4 separate regions of the Mus musculus genome follow, and regions 2, 3 and 4 are each linked to region 1. A link is a contact called in public Hi-C and HiChIP or PLAC-seq data. All regions are on one chromosome and are shown on one strand. The core of a region is the stretch at or near the end of the contact, and the rest is flanking DNA. Distances in the headings are between cores, read along the strand shown. Region 1 has its middle 14 kb from the start of Gm15418. Region 2 overlaps Gm39130 (a long non-coding RNA gene). Region 3 has its middle 8.6 kb from the start of Gm32330. Region 4 has its middle 21 kb from the start of Gm32330.

Region 1 (5,751 bases), core at 2,193-4,692:
GGCCGTTTAGTGTGCCCAATCCTCTGCCTGGCTGACTCTTATCTCAACCCAGACTCAGCTTCACTCTACCTATGTCTACTCCTCCAGGGAGTGGGCATGACAGTGAAGCGGTGGCCTTTGCAACAGCACAGAGAGGTTCTGACGTGCCCTCCACGGACACCAGCTTCTACTACCCACAATTCTTTTGCTGTGGTGCACCCAAAGGGCAGGAATGGGGCAGTGGGGAAATCAGCAGAGGCCTATCTCAGAGCGTGTCAGCTCAAGGTCTGGAATTCACGGGGTATGGCCTAGAGAAACTTGTTCAACCTGTTATTTAAAAAAAAATTAATAAAATATTTTGAATAGGTAACATATTCACAGGATTCAAAAATACATCAAAAAGGAACATTGTGAAAGCACCCTCCTCTTCCATATTTACCCACCTCCTCCACGAGCTTCTTCCCCGCTGCCCCAGGAAATATCTGATTAATTGTTCATGGGCTTCTGGTATTTTTGAATGCACATAAAAGGAGATAAAAATCACATGCTTTTATTCTTTTCTCTTGCTATTCCTGGAGAAAAGCTTGCACAAGATGCGTGCTATGCATGCTGCATTTATACCTAAACTGATGGGTTTTCCTCTTGGGGAGGGCAAAGCCAAACCAAGCTTATCCAGAAGTTATGGTGAGAAGATTCACTCCCCTCTCCCCGCGCACCCCCCCCCCCCCCCGCTCCAAGGAAAGAGAGCAACGGCATCATTGCCAAAGCAGACTCCTTCCTAACAAAGGAAGATTGGAAACTTTTGGAGCTGACAACAACTCCTCTTGGAAAACGGTTTGCGGCGGGCACATTCCCGAGCCTGCTCAGTTTGAGATGCACACTACTGAGCATGCTCACTTCAAGGTCCTAGCTCAAGAAAGAAAGATGGCTGATACATTGCGGTGGGTGGGTGGGTGGGTGGGGGTTACGTATGCCTCGCTCGGGGAATGGAGATGTATTGAAAGTTTAGAACATTCGTGGGCATGTCTATCTTATGTCATAAAGATGGCTGACATGAATACTTCTGGGTCTCTCAGCTTTTGTTGTGCCTAGTTTCTTCTCCCAGAAAGAGAGTAGGGGTGCTCAAAGGAAAAGCCACTTAAAGGCACACAGGCCTCCGTTCAGTTCGTTAACCTGTAGGTCTCCATCCCATAGCGAATTGCCTCTGCTTTTCTTTTCTTATTTGTCCGTTTTTCATTTAAAAATTGCTTTTTAAAATAATACTAGACACATTTGTGAAATATTTAAAAGTGTTCATTCCTCGATACCCCTTCCATTCCTAACGACCCCCCTCTTCTGGCCAGCAACCTCTCCTCTTGCTTCAATGTCTCCCCTTTAGTTATTGTAATCCATTTGTGCTGGTTAGTTCTCTGTCAATTTGTCACAAGCTGGGGTCATCATGTCAACTTCAATTGATAAAACACCCCCATCAGATCGCCTGTGGGGCGATCTACTAATTGATGATACAAGTGGGAGAGCCTAGCTCGCTGAGGGTAAGTGCCAACCCTGGGCTGGTTTTGTTTGTTTGTTTGTTTGTTTTGTTAAAGCGGGCTGAGCAGGCTATGGAGACTCAGCCAATGAGCAGTATTTCTCTATGGCTTCACTTTCTGCCTTGAGTTCCTGCCCTGGCTTCCCTTTGTAATGAACTACAATTATAAGGGAAAACTAAACCCTTTCCTCCCCCAAGAATATCCAAACAAGGGATCAGTGGCTAATTGGACGCATGACTGCAGGCACACGTGCCCAGACAGTCCTTGATGCCGTCATAGGAGATAAGCTGGAAGGAGTTTAACTGGGCACACCTCTGCAATTACTGATAACTAATGCTGGCATCTACGGTCTGTCTTTCGTTCCTCATGACTCTCTCCTGTCTACAAGCCTCTTCACTCCCAGAAGTGTGGAATGAAGACATCTCCCTTGATACCTCTTTGCACTAATGAACCACAAATGATTGCTATCTTACTAATGAGAACCATCACTTTTGTGGAGGTCAGATGTTTGGCGAGGGTCTCTCTAAGCTGAGCCAATCGTTATCAAAGGATGGTTCCCTTTGGAAGCCCCAATGGAAAATCCATTTCCAAGTCCCTGGCAGCCCCGGAGTGGCTGCTCTTCTTGGTAGGTCAAGAACCACATCTGACCCAACAGCTATAGCTACATCACTTGAGGAAATGCCACAAAAGGAGGTTTACCTTCAATCCATCATGTGCTCTGTTAGTCAAGACTACTTACAACGCAGAGGTAAACCCACCCCTGGTGAAGTTCCCAGAGATCAGGGGACGGACCACTCAAGTCTCTTAACATACAGAGCCAGAAAGCACCTGGAGTTCCAGAGGCCAGAAAGTGGTAGCTTGGGCTGAATGGTACAGAGGGGCATCTCAGTTGTGTGTGCAGAGTCAAGGTACTATTGCCTCTTTCCACTGTGGGACAGAACCTGCCTCCAGCCCAGCACCCATCCTCTTCCTGTACCCCATTGCTCACTGAACCCAATTGTCCTCAAGCACCCCATAACCTCACATCACATAATCTCCTGTCCTTCATCCTTCTCCCTGAACCCCATCCTTTATGCACCCCATCCTTCCCCCCGCACGCCATCCCCCTCCTGTGCTCATTCTTCCATTCTTACACCCCACCCATTTCCCTGTACCCTAAAGCTACGACTGTACCCCAATCTCCCCCGGAACTGCATCCTCTGCACTGCACCCCATCTACCCTTCCTTGTTGAACTCTAGAGCCTCAAATCACCCAAGGGCAGCCGGGGGTTGTTTCTATTTCCGAATTGCCCTAGGGGGCAGCACACTCCACACAAAGCGGCACAGCCTGAGACACTCTCTTTTCCAGCCCTGAACCTGAACAGAAAGGGCAGGTCATCTCCTGGTTGGCCCATTCCTGCTTTCCTTGTGGTTTCTCTTGAGCAGCCAGCACCTGACCACCATATGGGTCCACCCATAAGCATAATCGAGTGTACACACATGCGAGCACTCAAACATGCTCACACACACACACACACACACACACACACACACACACACACGAGCATGAGAACAAACACCAGCACCCACACCCCACACCCCCACCACCACAGTGCCAGCCCCTGACTCTGCTCCCCACCCCCACCCATGTTCTTTGGCTACAGTTATAGGAAAAGACAGCCCTGGGCTCCCTGCCACGGTGCCCTCTTTGGTTTCTGTGGTGTCCTGTAAAGGACACCTTGGCACGCTAGGTGGGTGACAAGGGAGTGCACATGATTTCCAGGGTGATCCCCGGGCCTGAGTTGCTGCATGTGTCTCTATTAGGAGCTCCTGTGTCCCTGGGTCTGATGCCTTGGTGTGGCCCTGACGTGAGCAGGAGTGACGCTCTCTCTGTGACTCACCCGCGTCCACAGAGAGTAACCAGGATGCCAGGCATGCCAACCACTCAATCGAGCACTTGGCACTATGTGAGCCCACAGCTGCCAGCAGCATGCGACCAGAGGCTCAGCAGCCTGGGAGTCTCCTGTGCCTCTCCTCCCAGCTGTTCCTTGGAGGGGCCGTTGGTCCTGCAGAAAGTGATTCCCATTGCAGGTTGGATAGAGAACCTCAAAGAGGGGCATTGAGCAGAACCACTGTGAAGCTGGATAGAGTGCTCCTTGGCCTCCAGTCCCCTTGTAGCTCCCTGCTGAGTATCCAGCTCTGACCTCACTGTGCTTACCTGGAAAAATGAAGGGCGCAGAGGGAGTTTATCCTTTTCTAGTTCTGCTTGTCGATGTGTGCAGGCGAGGTCATGCTGCAGTTCTAAGGAAGGCAGCTCCTGCTTCTAGCATTTGTGGATCCAGTTGTGGTACCCTGGTCCTAGCCCCATGGTCCATGTCACTTCTTCTCTGTGTGTGCCCACCCCACTCTCTCTTTAGATGGATCAGGGTTCTGGCTAGGCCATCAAAATCTCGTTTTGTTCTAAGTTGTCATAGCTGCAGAGACGGATGTCCTTGTGAGGTGACATCTGAACTGCTGTCGACTTGACCATGCCGTTTTGGTGGTGTAATTCACCCAGCAATGCTTCCTTTGCAAGGCTGTGAGGGTTTTGTGCTCCCTAAGACTATTTACTAAACACTGTTCAGTTTCCTCTCAATAAACAACAGCTGTAAAGACATAAACCTCAGGCAGGACTACCCTCCCGCCATCTTCTGCTCTTCCCAAGCTTATTGGAAGCTCACCTTGCCTCTGCTTCAATTTACTGCTCAGGCCTGTGTGCCCTACTTTAGGGTCTGCTCAGCACAGGCCCTCAGACTCTATATTCCTTCTAGGATATAGAACGACTCTGAAGATGGGTTTGGGCAGGACCCACCATTCTCTCACAGACCAGATGTTCTGCAGTTGATTCCACGGTTCCAACCAGGAGCCGTCTCTCCTCTTGACAAATCATCCCAGAACTTTAAAGTAGCTCAGAAGACGGAGTGAGCCAGGAATCCCAGCTCTGTCACTCTCCATGTTAGCAAGTGAGTTCACCCTGCCTTAGGCCTGTTATTTGCCCCCTTGAACCTGAGGAGGACCTGTCTTCTGTATCCACAGCCATCCCAGCCCACAGATCCTCACAGACTCTCACCATTGCTGCTCACCACACAGCAAGAATCTTAGTTGCTCCTTATTGGGCCTTACACGCCCGCAGCCATGCAGAATGCAAGACAATGCAGCCAAGCAGCAGAAAGGCCTGGGTCCCTGGGAATTTTTCAGAGTCCCCAGAAAAGCCACCAAAGATGGTTTTGAACCTCACTCCCTGCACCTCTGAACTATGGTCATGACTGTGAGGCTCCACCTAGTTAGAAAGACCCCTGGAATGATATCCTACTGTTGGCTAACTAGACTTGTTCCAAGCTTCACCTGTTCCTGAGAAACAGAGAGTTAAGACATGTCTATTTTCCAGGATAAAGGAGACCCTGTGCGCCTCAGTCCCTGGAGATTTGTGCAGCTGTGTGACTTCTAGTGGATGGGTGCACTGCTTGCTAAGTGAGGAGACCAAGCAAAGAACCTCAAGGACTGAAAGGTTAGATCTTAAAAAAGGAGCAGAGAGCGTTCCCCAAGCCTGGATATGGGCCTGGAGCTCAGATGACTCAGACCTTTGGCTCCTGTGTCACATGAGGGAGACGTCCACACTCTGTTACTCTGGATCTGCTGCTGCCAGCCGCTCTTGGCCGGCGTCCTGAGAGTAAATGCCACACAGACTGTGTCCCGAGGAGAGTGCATGGCATTTTGTATTCTTTCGGCTCCTAGTTATGAGAGGGTGGACAATATTGCATATCCTTCCTACCCTGGGGATCCTGTCCTATAGTTTAAAATATCACATCTAAGACAGAGATACCCCAGATTGCAGCAGGGGCTGATTGCACAGGGACACTTGGCCGGCCTGACTGATAACATCAAGGCACCAAGTTCACAGGTTCAGGGGTCCTCTGTGGACTTCCCATTCATATCTTCTTCATATCATTGGGCAAGATTATATTAAAATGACGTGTATTGGAGGGCTGAGACTTTAGGGATGGCAGCAGCTGTCATGTCTTAGGCACCATGAAAAAGGTAGGCTGGACCAGGAATGGGGGACATGCTGAAAGGGCGTGGGAGGCTCTGAGGCACTGGGTCATTCTCTGAGGAGGACAAATGAGTGTCAACAACTTGAGGAAGGGTTTCCAGTGGGTGATGGTCTGGGAAACTCCTCTTGAGGGGCTTATCTTCTTATTTACTTGGCAAGGGTAGGCCAGGTGAC
Region 2 (5,561 bases), core at 900-3,399, 320 kb after region 1:
AGCTAGCTCTCTCAGGAATGTGGGGCAGGGGGATTCCGGCCTTGTAGAAGCCGCATGGCAGGAAAACAGGTCTCCACTGGGTTCAGGTGTCTCTAAGACTCAGAGAAAGGTCTCTAAGACCCAGAGAAAGGTTCATTTAACTTCCAATGCTCCCCCCCCCCCCACACACACACGGAAACCTCGAATGAAGGGACAGCAATTTGGAAGCAAGTCAAATGAAATACAGAGCGGAAACCCACTCACGTCTCTGCATGCTTAATGATCATTGACTTTTAAAATGGGTTTTGAAATAAAAAGCCTTCTGGAAGAAATGCAGATTTGAAGGGATTACTAGAAAGCACGGATCGAGTACCCTGCTGTCTGCATTAATTCCTCCATAGGTGGGAACTCTGCCGGCCTCCTGATTTCCTATGTTCGCGTATCTGCAGTCCAATTATTAGACGGCAAAAAGCCATAGAGGCCCCTGGATGGGCCTAGGAGCAGATTTTTCATAAACAGACCTGTTGGTTCACCCTTAGCTCATGAAGCCGCTGCTTAAGGAGACTGTGAGAAATACAGTCAGACAAGACAGGGCACTGGCAGCTTCCTGCTTCACATAACATGTTCATCCAAGCACACCCAACTGATGTGGGACACTTTCTGTTCTTTCTCTGACTTCACATCTTTACCAGATGGAGTGGATTAGACTCCCTGTTTCCTCAAAGCACAACTGGGCCAATGCTGGCTGGCTAGCAAGCTCTTGGAATTCACCTGTTTTCATCCCCACCTAATCCTGGGGTTGTAGGCACAGGCAGCCATGCCTGGAGTTTTACATGAGTGCTGGAGACTTGAACTCAGACTTTGCTTGCAAAACCAAAGATCTTATCCACGGAGCCACCTATCAGACTCCTATATATGGAGTCTCTGAGAGCTAGCCTGGTATGCTGGTGCACTCTGCAATTCTAGGACTGACAGGTTGGGGCAGGAGAATCTTGAGTTGGAGGCCAGTGAGACACTGTCTCAAAAAAACAAGGGCTGGGCCTGTGACTCAGTGGTAGAATATTTGCTTTGAAGTGTGCATCCAAGCCGATAGATTCTGCTGCTTCTGCCTTTCCCCCTCGTCTCCTCTTCTCTTGCCTTCTTCTCTTTTGACTCCTCTATGTGTATGTGTTTATTTTAGGATAGGCTTATTTTTTTCCCCAGTGAAGATCTTTGGCAGAAAATTGCATATAGTATTATATATAATTTCACCTAATACATAATTATATATAATTCTGTTAGCGACGTTACATAAGGAAGCAGAGTCTTGTTCGTCACTTCTTAGTGGGTAACATTGTGGAGATGCTACAACAGTTTCAGACTGAGATAAATTTGGCTCAATATTTGATCTTATTTTATTTACTTTTCTTAAATTTACTTATGTAGAGAACACAGGACAGATCAAGAAAAAAAGAATTGTGGAGGGGGGGGAGAGAAGGTGGAGGAGGAGGGGGGGGCTGAGAAAACTCAAGTTGAGAACAGAGAACAAGAGAACAATGTCAGGGAGATGAGAAGGGGCCAGAGAAGAACAGGGAACAGAGACCTGGTGATCACATGTGGCACAGGACCAGTGTGTGACGTATGCTCAGAGTTCAACAGAAAAAGAGAATGCTAGCTGGGCGGTGGTGGCGCACGTCTTTAATCCCAGCACTTGGGAGGCAGAGGCAAGTGGATTTCTGAGTTTGAGACCAGCCTGGTCTACAGAATGAGTTCAGGACAGCCAGGGCTACACAGAGAAACCCTGCCTCGAAAAACAAAAAACAAAAAGTGTGCTTTACAAGAGCTGGGGACCACTGACCCTACTAAGCAGGGTCTTGTTAGGAACTGGTAGCAAGGTATTAGAAACCCACTTCCAGTTCCTTCTACTTGGCAGTCTGACCTCTGCTCTCCAGAACCCGCCAGGACAGGATTGGGGGAAGGGAGAGTGTAAGACAGAGGGCTGCTGGTTTTATCCTGCAGTTTCAGCTGGGTCATTGGGTTGTTGCATCGGGGGTGGGGGTGGGGGGGACAGAGCTCAAAGCCTTAGTCACAGAATTTTGTTTTTCAGTTTTCTTTCTGTTGCTCAACGTGGCCAAAGCTCAGGTTCCAACCCTGGGGTAGATTGTAAGGTCACAGGGCAGAGCTGCAGTCCCTCCTCACTGAGTCAGCACAGCCAAGGCCACAGGAGTTGAGAGACACCATCAGGCAGGAACACACAGGTACACGTGTCACCTGCCAGTAGTCGGCCCTTTTCTCTTCTCTCGATCAGGTTAAAATTAGCCTTAGGCTTTCCTGACTTGGTATTGTTCAGAGTAAAGCAGAGAGGGATGGCAGACTGGGCCTCTTCTGTGCCCCTTGTTTTTGTCCCCTTGGAAGTGCAGGAAGCTGTTGTCTTATGCAGAGAGGCAGGAGCTATGGAGAACTAGAGAGGGACACCTCCATGGGCCCCATCGCCCAAGAGGCAGGAAGAGCAAGCAGCCACTTCTCCGGGACGTGAGGCTGTGTTATCTTTCTCTTTACCCTACAGTGTCTCCGGTCACTTCTTGGTGTGGGGCAACACCCCTGGGGAAAATGGTCACAGACGGTGGTGTCAGTGCCCACTTCTCACTGTTGTGTGGGTCTTGAGCCAACAGAAATGTCATTTGAGGGTCTCAAGGCAGGGCCGGATACAGCCAGCGTGCTGGGTGTGAGATTCTCAGAAATCTGTTCTCTTGAATAAACAAGTCGGTGTTGAGAACAAAGTCTGAAAGGAAATCATAAACTCGTTAGGTTTGTGTTAGGGCAGGGAGTCTCTGATCAGTGCTCCTCACAGTCCCTGGAGACACAGATGTTTACTGACAGCAAGGAGCCGGCTAGCTGTCTGGTCACTCCAATCCTCCTTGTTCTTGACTTTGTAGTAGTTCAAAGGCTGAGGTAGCAAAAGAATTCAACTCATCAAAACCTTTGCCCACTGTTTGAAGCTTCAGAGTACATAGCTTTCCCCAGTTCTCAAATGAAGAAAGGAAACAGAAAATCCACTGTTAGTGTAACAGACCCCCAAGTGAATTTTTAGTTTTTCTAAGTGAGAGTCAAGACAAACAACATACTCAAAATTTATATCGGTGGGAGGAATTTTCTGAACTGCCTTGCTTGCTTGCTGAAAAATGTAACTCAATCGGATCAGAAAGTGGAACATGCAGGCACACAAGCACACACACACACACACACACACACACACACACACACACACACACACACACACACACTCTCTTACTGCTTCGCTTTTAGATGCCTTACATCTCTGTTAACATTTTCTGGTTTCCTCACCTTCTCCAGCTGGGACAGGATATGTTATGCTGCTCCACATTGAGGAACTCCAAGGTTCTGCAAAGGCAGATGAGACCCAAGTCTTAGTGATCCATGGGGGACAGTACCCTGTATTGGGCACTGCTGCAATTCCAGGGCACATCACCCTTGGGCATGCATTTTCAGTGTGGCAAAAAAGACAGACATCATTTATAGGGCAACGGTCTGGCCAGCTACAGGCTGCCAAGAATCCAGCACCTTTCCCAGAAATAATACCATTCCGAAGAGGGAAGATAAGAATCCCCTCCCAGCGGAGTTAAGGAGAGATAACTGTGAGTGTACAGCACACAGCCAAAGGTCGCTCTGCCTGTGTGTGCATGTAACAGGAACCTCTCATGGGAGACACAGGGTGCTGGGGACCTGGTCAGTACCTGGGCACAGCAGACCCAGACCTGGGCACCAGCAAGGCCGGGCTACAGAGCACCCAGAACGAGAAGGCCACCAACTTATGGTCGTCAGTTGACATGGGTAAGACTTGAGGATGGTGCATCAAATATGACCTGTTTTACTTGCACCCAGTGTAGATGAGCTCATGTAGGAATACACACAGCTGCAGGATCACCTCTGCCCAAGGACCTAGAGCTCAGACAAGGAAAAATGCTCTGTCTCAAGGCTAGACAGGGCCCCAAACCTTGGCTTCTTCTGGAAAGGATGAGGAGGCTCCCATAGGTCTACAGAGAAAGGCTGAATATTCTTGAAGTGAATAGAATACAGGAAAAGGGTATCTCAGACAATGTCCAAAGGAGCTGTAGTAGGTGGCAGGTGGGGATGGTGTGGGGCAGTGCATGGGCCAAAGGATGAGAGTTGCAGGGAGCAAGGCAGGGAGACAGCATGGACCCAAGAAGGAGTTTGTATGTGGTGGCTTCCACTGTGTGAGTGTGTATGTACATGTGTGTGTCTGTCTGTCTGTCTGTGTATGAATGTGTGTAAGTGTGTATGTCTATGTGTGTGTATGGATGTGTGTTAGTATGTATGTCTATGTGTGTGTAGCTGTATATGTGTGTATGTGTGTGTCTGTGAATGAATGTGTGTTAGTGTGTATGTCTATGTGTGTGTGTGTATCTGTGTCTCTGTGTGTGTCTGTTCATGATTGTGTACTAGTGTGAAAGTCTATGGATGTATGTGTGTGTATCTGTGTTTGTGTGTCTGTCCGTGTCTGTATGCAAATGGGTATGTCAATGTGTATATGTGTCTGTGTATATGCACAAACACGTGCACAGGTGACACTGGCAAAGGATGGGAGCTGATCAGGAGGGCAAATGCTGAGAGAGGTCATGACCCCAAGGTGGACATCTGGATATAAACTGAGCATCTGTGCAAGCTGGAAGAGATTTTGAACGTGTCACCATAATATTTGAAGACAGAATTATAAGGCTAAAAAGAATCTTACTTAGATAAAGCTTAGAGCCTTTGAGGCTGCAACAGCTAAGAGCTCACATCTGTGTGGGGAAAGGGGGAGTTTGAGCTGGTTTCACACCTCTGGCGGAGGGGCAGCTTGAGCTGGGCTCACACCTGTGGGGGAGGGGAGCTTGAGTTGGTTGCCACCTTACCTTCTGAGATGGCTTTAACTCAAGGAGGAGCAGTGGTGTATGCTACCCACCTGGGATGTCATATCTTCCAGATCATTCCATGGTCACGCTGCAATAATGCTTTAGTGTCAAACAGAAACATACGAAAGTGCATAAAGGACCCTCCATAAAATTCTTTTGGGGTAGTGCCATGAAAAATTACATCCATGGCCAATTAGCTTCCTAACACTGTGTGTGTACCCCGAGTCTGTAGACACAAATGGACGTCTACGCTTAAACTTCTGTGTGGGTGAGTGATTCCAGCAGTGAAGCCTCTATAGCAGTCATGTTCTGTGGTCACCATGGATTGAGTAGATACTGGCAAGTCTCTACATGTCAGTCAGAAAAATGTGTGCTGGCTAAAAAATAAGGGCATCGTTATGATAGAGGGTTGACCCATTAACAGAGAGTGGGAGCCCAATAGGTATATGTACTGAGAGCTCATGCCTGTGAGATCTGGTTCTGATCAAGGAGAAATCCCAGAATCAGAAGACAGGCATAGATGCAGATTTTAGCACTCATATGTCAACAACAGAAGCGTGGTGCAGATTTAGGCGATCCCGACACCAAGCAGCCAACTTCACTCAACATTACGGTGTTTCAAACACATGCAAAACATTTGCTGAGTTATGGCCTATTTTTCAGACATCA
Region 3 (5,460 bases), core at 314-2,813, 510 kb after region 1:
TGACTTTTGTCTGTTAGACATTGCTTAGGAATCTACCTAGTATGCTCTCTGAGACCTTCAAAGATCTGGGAAGCTTAGGGAAGGGAAGGATGGCTTTATCTCCCTTAAGGATGTTCTCGTAAGGAGGGTTCTCCTGCCAGCCTCCATCAACAATCCAGGCCCCAGAATCCAAGACTGACCAAGTGTAGTAAAACCCCCATGTTGGCCAACGACAGCATTCTAGCTCTGAGTTTCCTGAGCCTCCATTATCTTATTCTTTTTCTTCTGTGCTTCCAGGATTAACATTGGAGACCAAGGCACTTTCCCTGTCTCTTGATTTCTTCATGTTCAAAGAATCTGTTTCAGGATGACATGTTCTGAACCCCGTTGCGGTGTTTCATGCTTTGCCTCTGTAGAGCAGTATCCAACCAGAATGCTTGGGTTGTCTAGAGACATCTAGACTTCATGCACCTGCTTATGCACACATCTGGGTACCCACTCGGGAGAGAAAGGAAGCACACAGGTCGGGGAGCAAGGTCCTTGGATCTTCAGTAACACCCCTTTCTCTCTGTCCTATGGCTTCCATGGACTGTACTGCCAAAAGGCAGTGTCAATGAAAAAACAGGCATCTCACTGGCTCTCATAATGTCCCATCTGCTCCCCGGGCTCCTCCTGCAACACAGAGCCATGCTTTGGAAACTCTGGGGATCAATTTCATTCACTCTGAAGTTACCATTCACTTCATCTTTGGTGGTCTCCAAACTCTTCTGGAAGGGTCCCTGAATATCATGCTGGTTTCTTGCTAGACAACTGATTTGGCTGGTGTGTGTGTGTGTGTGTGTGTGTGTGTGTGTGTGTACGTACACACATATATGCATGTGTACCTCTGTGTACAGGCTCCCATACCATTTCCTACATGGATAAAACTCTTCTCCAAAATTACAAAAGAATTACTGAGGGCATCTCAATGAATTTGTTCTCTTTATTTCTTAAAATAATTTTGTTTTAGATATAGTAAAAATAATAATAGCTCTGTTTTCTTTTTGTTTTTATTACATTGAAATGAAACATGTCTATATTGCATGCAACCTGCTTGGAATTTCTAGAAGATAGTTGCAAGACTGGATGTCTAACTCCAGGCAGCCTGATGCTTAGCTTAGGGACCCCTTCCTCTCCTTCAGCAAAGGAAGCCTCGATTTACACCTCTATAGACCCATCTCAGCAAGTTCAGTCTTTCCATTAACCCCTGGTAGCCACAATGACTTCCTAATACCAGTTAATTAACAAACACTGGTGCTCCAACAGATGAATTCCTGGGAGAGTCTTTGGTGTGGTCCCCAGACTGCAGGAGCAGAGCGCAAGCTTTTTCCTTTGTTCTTCCAACACTTTCCTTGTGGGCCACAAAGTACTTTGAATCTCAAATGAGCTCTCTAATTAGTCTCTGCCGGCCTTCCTGCAGGATGGGCAGGGCTGTCGATTATCTCCACTTTGCAGATAGTAACAATTTACAGGACTTGGCTGAGGTCACCGGAACATTAGCATCTCAGCCAGAATACAACTCTTAGTCACTAAGCCCAGTCCTCCTACTCTGTTCCCTAGACAACTCCCTCCATCCTCTTGGCATTGGATCTGTACTTGCAGGGAGACCTTATTGTAACACTGTGAACTCCAATTTGGTGCTTGAGGCCTGGAGGTAAAAGGGGGACTTGAGGAAAGGTGTTCTGGCGTGTTTGTTTTATAGATAATACTCTACTGACTGGCTTGGCAACTCTGCGTGCACTTGTGTCTCAAAAACAAAAAAAAATGTCATTTACACAATCCATAGACTATCTTCATGGCCTAAATATTTCAAGGCCAGACCAAGTGAATACACCACCGGTGGGTGATTCTCAGCAACTAAGTATGCTTGTGTGAGGTTTGGGGACTCACTGTGCCCTGTGGTGATTGCAGATGAGATTCCCCACTGCCCAGTGCTCTGTGCATGTGATTTGAGCCTCTTTCTGTTGTATTGGAGAGCTGTGACACGGGGAGGCACATCTTTTCTCACCTCCTGAGGAGACACCAGAACTCTGTGTGGCCAAAGTACAGGGCTGTGTTAACCAGAACCAGGTCTCTCAAGAAACATAGAAGTGCAAGCTGCACAAACCCAGCTCATCATTTATTGACAGGAGCCTTAGACGCAGGCGGGACCAGGGGCTGCTATTGGACGGTCTACAGGCAAATTTCCGAGAGTGCCAGAGCTGAAGAACGAAGACATAGACTTTGATTCCTAAATCTCCAGTGCTCAGGAACGCTGTGGTCACGGCAGATGTGTGTTTATTCATGATATTCAACTGACGCAGACTCCCAGACTCCGTTCCCCACCCTCTCTGAACAGTAAACAAGTCCTCCCCATGACTGTGGGAACGGACTAATGAGTAATTACACGTTTGAAAGTCACCAGAATGGAATCCCAGGGGTGGACCCCTGAGTAAAGGAGAGTTGTGGGATAAATGCAAACACATTCTTTGGATTCCAGATCCCAGTGTGGTGCCAGGGTGCAGCTTCCCCAGGGAGGGCATGGAGGTACAGTAGGCCGCAGAGCTGATCCTATTAGCCACCTCACTTGGGCACTGATCCAAGAAGGCTAGCTGTAAACATGAATATTATTGTTCAGATCTTTGCTCTGTCTCATTCAAATATAGAAAGCTACATAAACATAAGGGAATTCTCTAAGAAGTATTTATCTCAATCCAAAGCAAGGAATGACTTCTGTGTTTGTTTGTTTGTTTATCTGTAGTGGTAGCATTAGTGTATTTGAGTTAGTGATCCAAGAAATGGGCATACTTTATGTTTGGGAAGTTGCAACCAATACCAGCATCACACTGACACATTCATTCATTTAGCCTTCCAGAGACACAATAAACAGCTCTGAGAACTATCAAAGCTAATGATTTAGTCCTCTCCCCATAATCATAAATGTGGCAGGTCACACACCCTTATAGGTGAATCGAATCCTGAATGTGGTAATCAGTACAAACAATTACTAACTGCTAAAACTGCTTAAAGTCTGCCGAGGCTGTCTGCCATTGGTAGCTAGAAGAAACCCCAACCAGCTGCTCCTTTTCGGCCAACCAGCTGATCATTTCAAACATAGTTGCACAGACATTAATTTGAATGATGGCTGTATGTCACTTCTAGGGAACAGACCAGAGGCGAGTAGGATTTCTCTCAGGGTAGTCTTCAGGCTTTATGCAGGGAGCAAACCGGCTTTCTTCAAAGGTTAGCTTCACCACAGGTGGTCTATCCCTTCTGAAAGACTCCTCCAGTCCCCACAGGCTGACCCCTGTTCCCATGGCAACCTGAGAAGTACAGGGTTGTTGAAAACAATTCTTTAATTTGTTTACTATTTCAAACTCAAGAACACGCCCCAAGGTTTCAGTCTCTACTCCAGAGTCTGCTTTTCTGACGTTTGAAAGAAAAACAGGAACAAAACCCCTTAGTGCTCTTTTACATGGAAGAGACTCTGAGGAACTAAGCTTTCTCGAAGGCCAGCTTGTGTTATAAATGGGGAAGCCAAGGGTTATGTTTCATACCACGAGGCTGCACAGCTAGAGGAACCTCACCAAATGGTGTCATCTTCTTGCTGTTGCTTGATGTCTGCTGTGTGCTGAGACTGTCATCTCTACTTCAGTTGTAGGAACAGAAGTGTCTGGATACAACCATAGAGCTCACACTCTGAAGGCCGGAGAATCCAACTGGTCAATATTTCTATGGCTGTTTGTATTCCAGGAGGCTGATGAAGTTGTCAGAGAATTATCAGCAGGCTGCTGATGCTTAGTGCCTGCCACAGAGAGCCCTGGCTCTGTGGAAGGTGTCAGTTGCTGGGAAGGAGGGCGTGCTTAGTGTATATCCTGATGAAGTCTACCCAGCTCCCTCAAAGAGTAGGTCTCTGGTGAGATGAAGAGTTGGTAAAGCACCTGTCTGTTTCTTCATCATAATTAAGACAAGATCAAGGCACTAAGAGCTCAGACTGGCTTCTTCATAATTTGTCTCCAGATAAAGTTCAGTAAAACAAATGGGACTCGCCAGATTGGATTCCTTTGCTTTTGACCTCCCATATTGGTTAGTTGTCTTGACTGGAGGTCTGGAAGCATCTTGATAAGGACTCAACTAGACAGGGCTTTCTTGCTTGGTGGTGACTTCCTAGGTGCCTTCTTCCAAACAGACACCCAAGTGTCAGGCCTGCCCCAGCCAGAAGCTTGCTGGGAGAGAGGATGGCAGCTTGTTCTCTCTGTGTTCTGGAGAAGGGGCCTGTTTTAACTCCCTACTCCTCCCATAAGCTGAGAGGCACCCTATGGCCTCTTGGTTGAGGGGAGGCAGAATGCCTACAGCTTGATATTCAGATTCACAGGTGGCATCTTTGGACTCTCTGTAGAGACAGGGAACTCACATCCCCCAGTTTCCCAGTCAGGCAGCAGAATGGCTCAGGCCCCTGTTTGACAGGGCAGTCCGTCAACAGTGAACTGTCTCTCTGGTTGTTATCAAACACAGCAGATCTCACTCATCAGCCCACTTACAGAAAAGCCTTGGGCCAATTTCATTGAGGATGGAAAAAGCCTTCTGCCTTGCCCTTTGGGGCATGGCTATGTCCAGCAGCACTGGCAACAGAAAGCAGGACCGATCGGAAGGCAGATTGTATTAAGTAGATTTCTATGCAGTTAATTAGATTCGAGACGAGGAGAGGTTGATATCAAAATCAGTAAATGTTGAATGAGAAGAGTCTTACGGCTAAAGAAAACTCTGGAAGAGGGATAGGAACCCAGGATGTCCATGATTACTTCCTGAATAATTACTGTTTGAAAGAAATTGTTTCCAGCCACCTGAAGGGGGGCTCAGATCAACAGATGCTTGGAATAGAAATTTACAAAGAATGCTTGAACACCTGGAGGTAACACTTGGGTAGGAGCGATTTTATTCTCTACCACTCTCTGATTTCTGTCTGTTTCTGTCTCCTGTCTAAGGTTCTGAGCCCCCAGATGTGACTCCTGGGATCAGGACTAGGAGTGTCCTCTACAAGACAAGAGCAGCAAGCACCCACAGACGCTGAGCCCTCTCTCCAGAATGCACAGTCCTCTTTGGAAGTCCATTTTATTGTGGTGGCCTGAATGAGAATGGCCCCCATAGGGTTATAAATGTGAAGGTTGTCAGGAAGTAGAACTCTTTGAAAGGATTAGAAGGAGTAGGAGGTGTGGCCTTGTTGGAGGAAGCATGTCACTAGGGGTGAGCTTAGAGGTTTCAAACGCCCAAACCCAGTTTCTCTCTGCCTTTGGACCAGGATATAGTTCTCAGCTACTGTTGTGGTGAATGACATCGTGTTTTCTGCCACGATGATAATGGACCTAGCCTCTATAACTGTAGCCAAGGCCCCAATTAAATGCTTATCTTTATAAAGTGTTGCCATGGTCATGGTGTCTCTTCACAGCAATAGAACAGTGACTC
Region 4 (5,349 bases), core at 762-3,261, 480 kb after region 1:
TTCTGCCTTACCTTCTGAAGGCTTAGGTCAATGACATGTCCTTTGTAGCTGTTAACTTAGAGTGCCAATGCCCACAAAAGTAAGATTTGTGAAATCAGCTCCGTAACAGATGGGGGGGAAAAAAGGCATAGCATTTAAAAATGCCACCTTAATTTTCTACCTGCCTCTGCCCGGTCATCTTCAGGGTGTGGTCTAACACAGCTAACTAGTCACAGAGGTTAAGCTTCCAGAACTCCGGGAGAGGGAGCATAGCATGAAAGTGTGAGTCACAGGGTCCACAGTGAGGTGAGGCTGGGGGTTAGCTTCAGTACCAGGACTGACAAACACACGTGTGAAGAGGAGACTGTGGAGAGGGGCAGAGCCTATTGAGAGGATTGGAGCCTTGAGGGTGCAGTCTTGGAAGGGGCGGAGCCTTGGAGGGGGTGGAGCCTTGGAGAGGGGCAGAGGTGAGTGCATCTAGCACTTGCTGTGCAAGCAGGAGGGCCTGAGTGTAGACCATCAACACCAAGCAAAAATAATGAGTGTAGTGACACCTGCCTAGAGTCCCTGCAATGAGGGCAGAGACGGGAGATTCCCAGAGGCTCCTTGACAAGGTAGCCCAGCAGACAGGATGAACTACAGGTTCAGTGAGATACCCATCTCTAAAGATAAATTGGGATGCCTTTGAGGCCCATCCAACATCAACCTCTGACCTATACACACACCTGAACGGATGAGTGTATATATACACATACAGAGAGAGAGAGGGAGAGAGAGAGAGAGAGAGACAGAGACAGAGACAGAGACAGAGAGACAGAGACGGAAAGACAGAGAGACAGAGAGACAGAGATCTTTTAAAAATCTGCTCAAAAAGGGAGAGCATGTCATGTCATGCCTGGTACTGGAGACTTAGACAAGAACCCAGGGAGAATGAGGCCGTGGGTCTCAGATCAGAACCTACATTATTGAATCAACACCATTCCTAACTACACACTAACCATTTGTTCTTATACCCACTGGTAAGTGTGGTCCTGACCCATCAGCAAGGAAATGCCTCTTTACAACAAACAGAGACCATTACAGAAAGCCAATCGAAATGCAAAGTATTGGAGCCCAGCCCAATGGATGCATCTACAACACAACTACACCCAAGACTTAGAAGACCGTAAGAGATGAGGGGGGAAAGATTGTAGGAGCCAGAGGATTAGGGTGTGAGGTTATGTCTTCTAGAAATATCAGGAGCTACACCCATGAAGTCTCACTAACATGGCTGTTTAAACATGAGCTGTGCAGAGACGGCATCAACAGACATGCTAACATGGATGGGGGAAATCTCACTAATCCTACAGGAAGGATTACAGGAAATGAAGGAATGTTCAGGATAGGAAAGACAGTCATCCCTGGGGAAGAACACATCAGCAAATGTCCAGGTCTGTAAACAAATGTACAAGTCACATGGATGTATCTCATTATACAGAACGAGTGGGTTGCATTTATGTGTTTACTAATATATACATGCACATTCGTATGCACGGAACAACTGCTAAAGAAAAAGGTCATGCATTTGAAAGGAAGCATGAGGATATGGGGAGGGTTTGAGAGAGAAAAGAGAAGGGGTGTTCTATTTATTATAATCTAAGAAGTCCAATTGCTGCAGAAAACTAAGCACATGATACTCATGACTAAAGCATCTACACAAGGAACAGGTGGGTTTTTGTTTTTGTTTGTTTTTAAAGCTGGCCACATTTTCTGTGGTTACTTATGTGATGGTTATTGATTTTCCAGAAATAAATAGAAGAGTCCTGATGGAGTTTAATGCAAAAAGGATGGTTTCTCGTCCGCTGCTGACATCATTATGATGTCAAAAAAACCCTTTCATCTCAAAGACTGAGCAATTTTATATGTACTTAAACAAACGTGGTTCCTGAGAGAGGCGGCGTGATTGCTAGTTCAGAGCTGAGGCAAGCTTAAAGAGGCCTGCCTGTGACTCATCCAGGTCAAAAACAGATGATGGATCTTGGAGCTGTGCATTGGTTAATCAGTCTTGCATGAGCGCCCAGCACAGTTTGTTCCATTTGTGCCAACCAGATGACTCCCGTATGCATGTGAGCTTGCCACCAAGCAGGGTCAGTGTCTTTGAACTTGCATGCTACACTAGGTCACCAGTAAATAAAGTTTAAAACATGGGGTGGGGGCCTGTGATGGTTAATATTGACTATAAACTTGACTCACTCTTGGATCAGCTGTACCTGGAACAGGATGGCCTGATGCCAAGGCCATCCTATAACCCAGTGAATCTCTAGGGTGGATAAAAGGGACGAAGCAGGCTTAGTTCTGTGTGGCTAAGCCACCTGACCAGCTGCACAATCTGCCACTAGCTACTCTTCCAGGACGGAGGATCTTCAAACTGTAAGCAGTGAGATACCCTTTATTCTTTATGTTGATCTTATTAGCTACTTTGTTATACTATCGAAGAACAACTAACCTAGGGCCCATCCCAGACACACTGATCCAGGGGTGCCTAGTAGAAACCCACCACAGGAATTTCTAATAGCTTCTGGGCTCTGCTAGATGGCTTTCCATGTCTCTGTTGGTGCTAGAATGATGTGCTGCCGAGCCCTGTTTCTTGAAGGTAGACATGCTGCTGAGCCCCTTAGCTCAGCCTTGCCTGCAGTTCCACCAGAGTTTGGGATGGGCAGCTATGATTCCCGTGGTTCCCAAGTTGCACTGACATTGCAGTTCACAGGCCAGGATTGAAGACACACTTACAAGGGTAACTTCATGCAAAACTCAACACGCTGTGCACAGCACAAACCAGTTTTACAGTTTAATAATACACGTGAGCGTTCAGTGTTGTCATATTATAACCCAGTGAATCTCTACCATAGACTCCACCCCCTGGTTCTAGGATGCTGGGAGGTAATTCTGGAGGCACCTGGCAGGCATTCCCAAAGCCCAATTTCTGCCTGATGGCCAAACCTACCTATAGAATGGCATGTTATGTGCCTGGAGTCACTGAAGCTGCACAGAGGCTATAGGAAGCTATTTGTACGATGGTTTGTAGTAACAATGTTCTGTCCAGGTGTGAACTCATGGGTGTGTGACACTGTGTTCACTCCTTCCTCCCAGAGCTGCTCACGCAGCAGCAAGGATTCATGTACCCAGCAAAGAGTCAACGGCCACAGGTAGAGTGGGAAATGACACCCATTGCAGAAGACCTGGGTTTGCCTGCCAGGGGTGCGGAGACCACGATGTTGGAACGCAGGGTACTCAGTTCTGGTCCTCTAGGGCCCTGGTGAGCTTACAATAGCCCAGCTATCTCTTCTGTTTTAGCATCTATATTTGTAGACTAGGCCTTCAGCCTGTGCACCTTTAAAACACAGAAGTACAGTCTAGAGCTCTTAAGGGCTAGTCATGCCCTCCAGTGAATGTGTGGTCATTACACATTCAGTTTTCACAGTTTGATTTTTAAAAGGTAAGTGTCATGTGAGAGTGAATGCAGACATAACCTAATAGACATGAGTGACTTTGGCTGGCAGACATCACTGGAAGACCAGACTCTCATGTGTGGTGTTCCTGGTTGACTTACTTCATGACACCTGCTATGTCTGAAGCCAGCACCCCTCGGCTGTGAATAGATGTGGGTCCCTTCCCAGCAGTTCCTCTTGTGTCACCTGTGAATGTTCCTGCTCCTGGAAGCTACTTTGGAGGGAACATGTTTTTATTCTAATGCAACAAGGAGAAAACTGGCACATTGTGTCCTAGATGTGCCTCTGTGGAGTTATTTTTCCTATCACGTTCCTATCATCCACCAAATCCAAATAAATGAGGTATTCTCATTAACCATGTAATCTGATGTTTACAAGAAGTTATTAAGAGCAAATATGGTCTTAAACATGGAAAATTCATGCTTTTTCCAAAAGGTAGAATGATTTTAGACTCACCTGCATCTTTCCTCAAGAATAATTGTCTATGTGTCTACTCTGGTTACAGATAGTATTCTGTACAATTGCATGCTGAAAGAATGTAGCACGGTTTTGATTTTTACAGGAACCACAGTGAAGAGACTGCCGAGAGTCTCACAAGAGACTGAGAACGCTTGAATGGGGTTGAGACTGTGAAAGGACATGGGGACCTCTGAAGTTGAACTGAATACATTTTGAGCTATGAGACAGCCATGAGCCTATGCAGGCCGAGAGACTGAATGTAATGGTTTGATTGGGAAATATCTTCCCTAGGTTCATGTAGTTGAACACTTGTTCCCTGGTCATTGGGACTATTGGGGGAGGTCATGGAATCTTTAGGAATTACAGCTTTGCTGGAGGAAGTACCACTGAGGGTCAGCTTTAAGGGTTTATTGCCTCCCCCCACTTCCTGCACATTCTCTCTGCTGTGTGAATAGAAATATGATTAGCCAGCTTCCTGCTTTGCAGCAGGCATGGGGGTCTGTGTGTTCAGAAATAAGCACTAGGGAACCAAGAATGTTAAACTCACAGTGTTGTTCTTTCAGAGGAAGGGATACATAATCTGCTATCTACCCAGAAAGCGAGAGAGGATGTAGTTAATGGCTTGGTGACCTTCTTGTGATCTGTCTGGCCAAGAGAGCACACTGGATCCTCCCCCAAAGTCTTATCATAAGCTTGGTTTTCTCAGCCAATCAGAAGAACCCATTCCTATGAAAGGTGTCCTGTGTGCTTTACAAAGAGTTTCAATGTAGTCACATCTGATCTTTATTTAGCTTAATTTGTGTTTTATTGTGCAAGGGGATTGAATTATCACCAGGAAAGTTTTCACCAAATCTCATTGTGCTTAAATGCCTGAAATAAATTATTCAGGCTCAGAACCCCTCTGTCTCAGTTAGGGTTTCTATTGCTGTGACGAGACACCATGACCTGACCGTGGCAACTCTTACAAAGGCACCCACTTAATTGGAAATGGCTTACAGTTTCAGAGTTTAAGTCCACTATCATCCTGGTGGGTAGACATGGTGCTGGAGAAGGAACTGAGAGTTCTGCATCTTAATCTACAGGCAGCAGCAGGAGACTGTCGGGATCACACTGACCAGACTTAAATACACACAAACACACAGAGACACAGACACAGACACAGACACAGACACAGACACAGACACAGACACAGACACAGACACAGACACAGACACAGACACAGACACAGACACAGACACACAGACACACACACACACACACACACACAGGAGACCTCAAAGCCCCACAAGGGCACACCTCCTAATAGTGCCACTTCCCATAGGCCAAGCATATTCAAAGCACCACAGAGACATACTGGTCGTAGCTTAAGCACAGGAGACCTCAAAACCTGTTCCCATGGTGACACACGTCCTCCAACATGGCC

The links. A called contact is a pair of places that touch in the nucleus more often than the background predicts. HiChIP or PLAC-seq counts read pairs in DNA pulled down with a chosen protein or histone mark.
Region 2: a contact with region 1 is called in a Hi-C map of liver, with 4 times the contacts expected there. The contact joins two enhancer-like sites. A contact is called at or near these places in 4 of 39 promoter capture datasets (3T3-L1-derived adipocytes, hippocampal neurons and liver), 9 of 484 Hi-C or Micro-C datasets (bone marrow-derived macrophages, embryonic fibroblasts, liver and 2 more), 7 of 115 datasets of contacts at active chromatin or transcription factors (cardiomyocytes, embryonic stem cells, extraembryonic endoderm stem cells and 3 more) and 1 of 9 other capture datasets (embryonic stem cells).
Region 3: a contact with region 1 is called in a FOXA1 HiChIP or PLAC-seq map of pancreatic cancer cells. The contact joins two enhancer-like sites. A contact is called at or near these places in 4 of 39 promoter capture datasets (the C10 cell line, cranial neural crest, liver and 1 more), 1 of 15 datasets of contacts at CTCF or cohesin (large pre-B cells), 9 of 484 Hi-C or Micro-C datasets (the AML12 cell line, the N1E-115 cell line, bone marrow-derived macrophages and 6 more), 14 of 115 datasets of contacts at active chromatin or transcription factors (astrocytes, cardiomyocytes, embryonic forebrain and 7 more) and 1 of 9 other capture datasets (embryonic stem cells).
Region 4: a Hi-C map of the AML12 cell line shows a contact between it and region 1, with 4 times the contacts expected there. The contact joins two enhancer-like sites. A contact is called at or near these places in 6 of 39 promoter capture datasets (the C10 cell line, embryonic stem cells, hematopoietic stem and progenitor cells and 2 more), 1 of 15 datasets of contacts at CTCF or cohesin (large pre-B cells), 8 of 484 Hi-C or Micro-C datasets (the AML12 cell line, bone marrow-derived macrophages, embryonic stem cells and 4 more) and 1 of 115 datasets of contacts at active chromatin or transcription factors (embryonic hindbrain).

Annotation. Positions count from the first base shown.
Region 1 is chr8:11,171,117-11,176,867 of GRCm38.p6, reverse strand. No RefSeq gene overlaps it. Among named protein-coding and RNA genes, the nearest start is that of Gm15418, 14 kb to the left of the region's middle. Within about 2 kb of position 3,442, at least 82 of the 459 cell types and tissues checked have an H3K27ac peak or open chromatin away from gene starts, as enhancers often do. A contact at or near this core is called in the AML12 cell line, the N1E-115 cell line, astrocytes and 5 more, where this site is marked.
Region 2 is chr8:10,851,324-10,856,884 of GRCm38.p6, reverse strand. Gm39130 (a long non-coding RNA gene) reads right to left here. Exons shown (of 3, transcript XR_870135.2): 2 at 3,304-3,360; 3 at 1,738-2,740. Gm32540 (a long non-coding RNA gene) reads left to right here. Exons shown (of 3, transcript XR_870139.3): 3 at 1-1,165. Among named protein-coding and RNA genes, the nearest start is that of Gm39130, 3.9 kb to the right of the region's middle. Within about 2 kb of position 2,149, at least 36 of the 459 cell types and tissues checked have an H3K27ac peak or open chromatin away from gene starts, as enhancers often do. A contact at or near this core is called in liver, where this site is marked.
Region 3 is chr8:10,662,049-10,667,508 of GRCm38.p6, reverse strand. No RefSeq gene overlaps it. Among named protein-coding and RNA genes, the nearest start is that of Gm32330, 8.6 kb to the left of the region's middle. Within about 2 kb of position 1,563, at least 121 of the 459 cell types and tissues checked have an H3K27ac peak or open chromatin away from gene starts, as enhancers often do. A contact at or near this core is called in the AML12 cell line, the N1E-115 cell line, astrocytes and 4 more, where this site is marked.
Region 4 is chr8:10,692,048-10,697,396 of GRCm38.p6, reverse strand. No RefSeq gene overlaps it. Among named protein-coding and RNA genes, the nearest start is that of Gm32330, 21 kb to the right of the region's middle. Within about 2 kb of position 2,011, at least 12 of the 459 cell types and tissues checked have an H3K27ac peak or open chromatin away from gene starts, as enhancers often do. A contact at or near this core is called in the AML12 cell line, where this site is marked.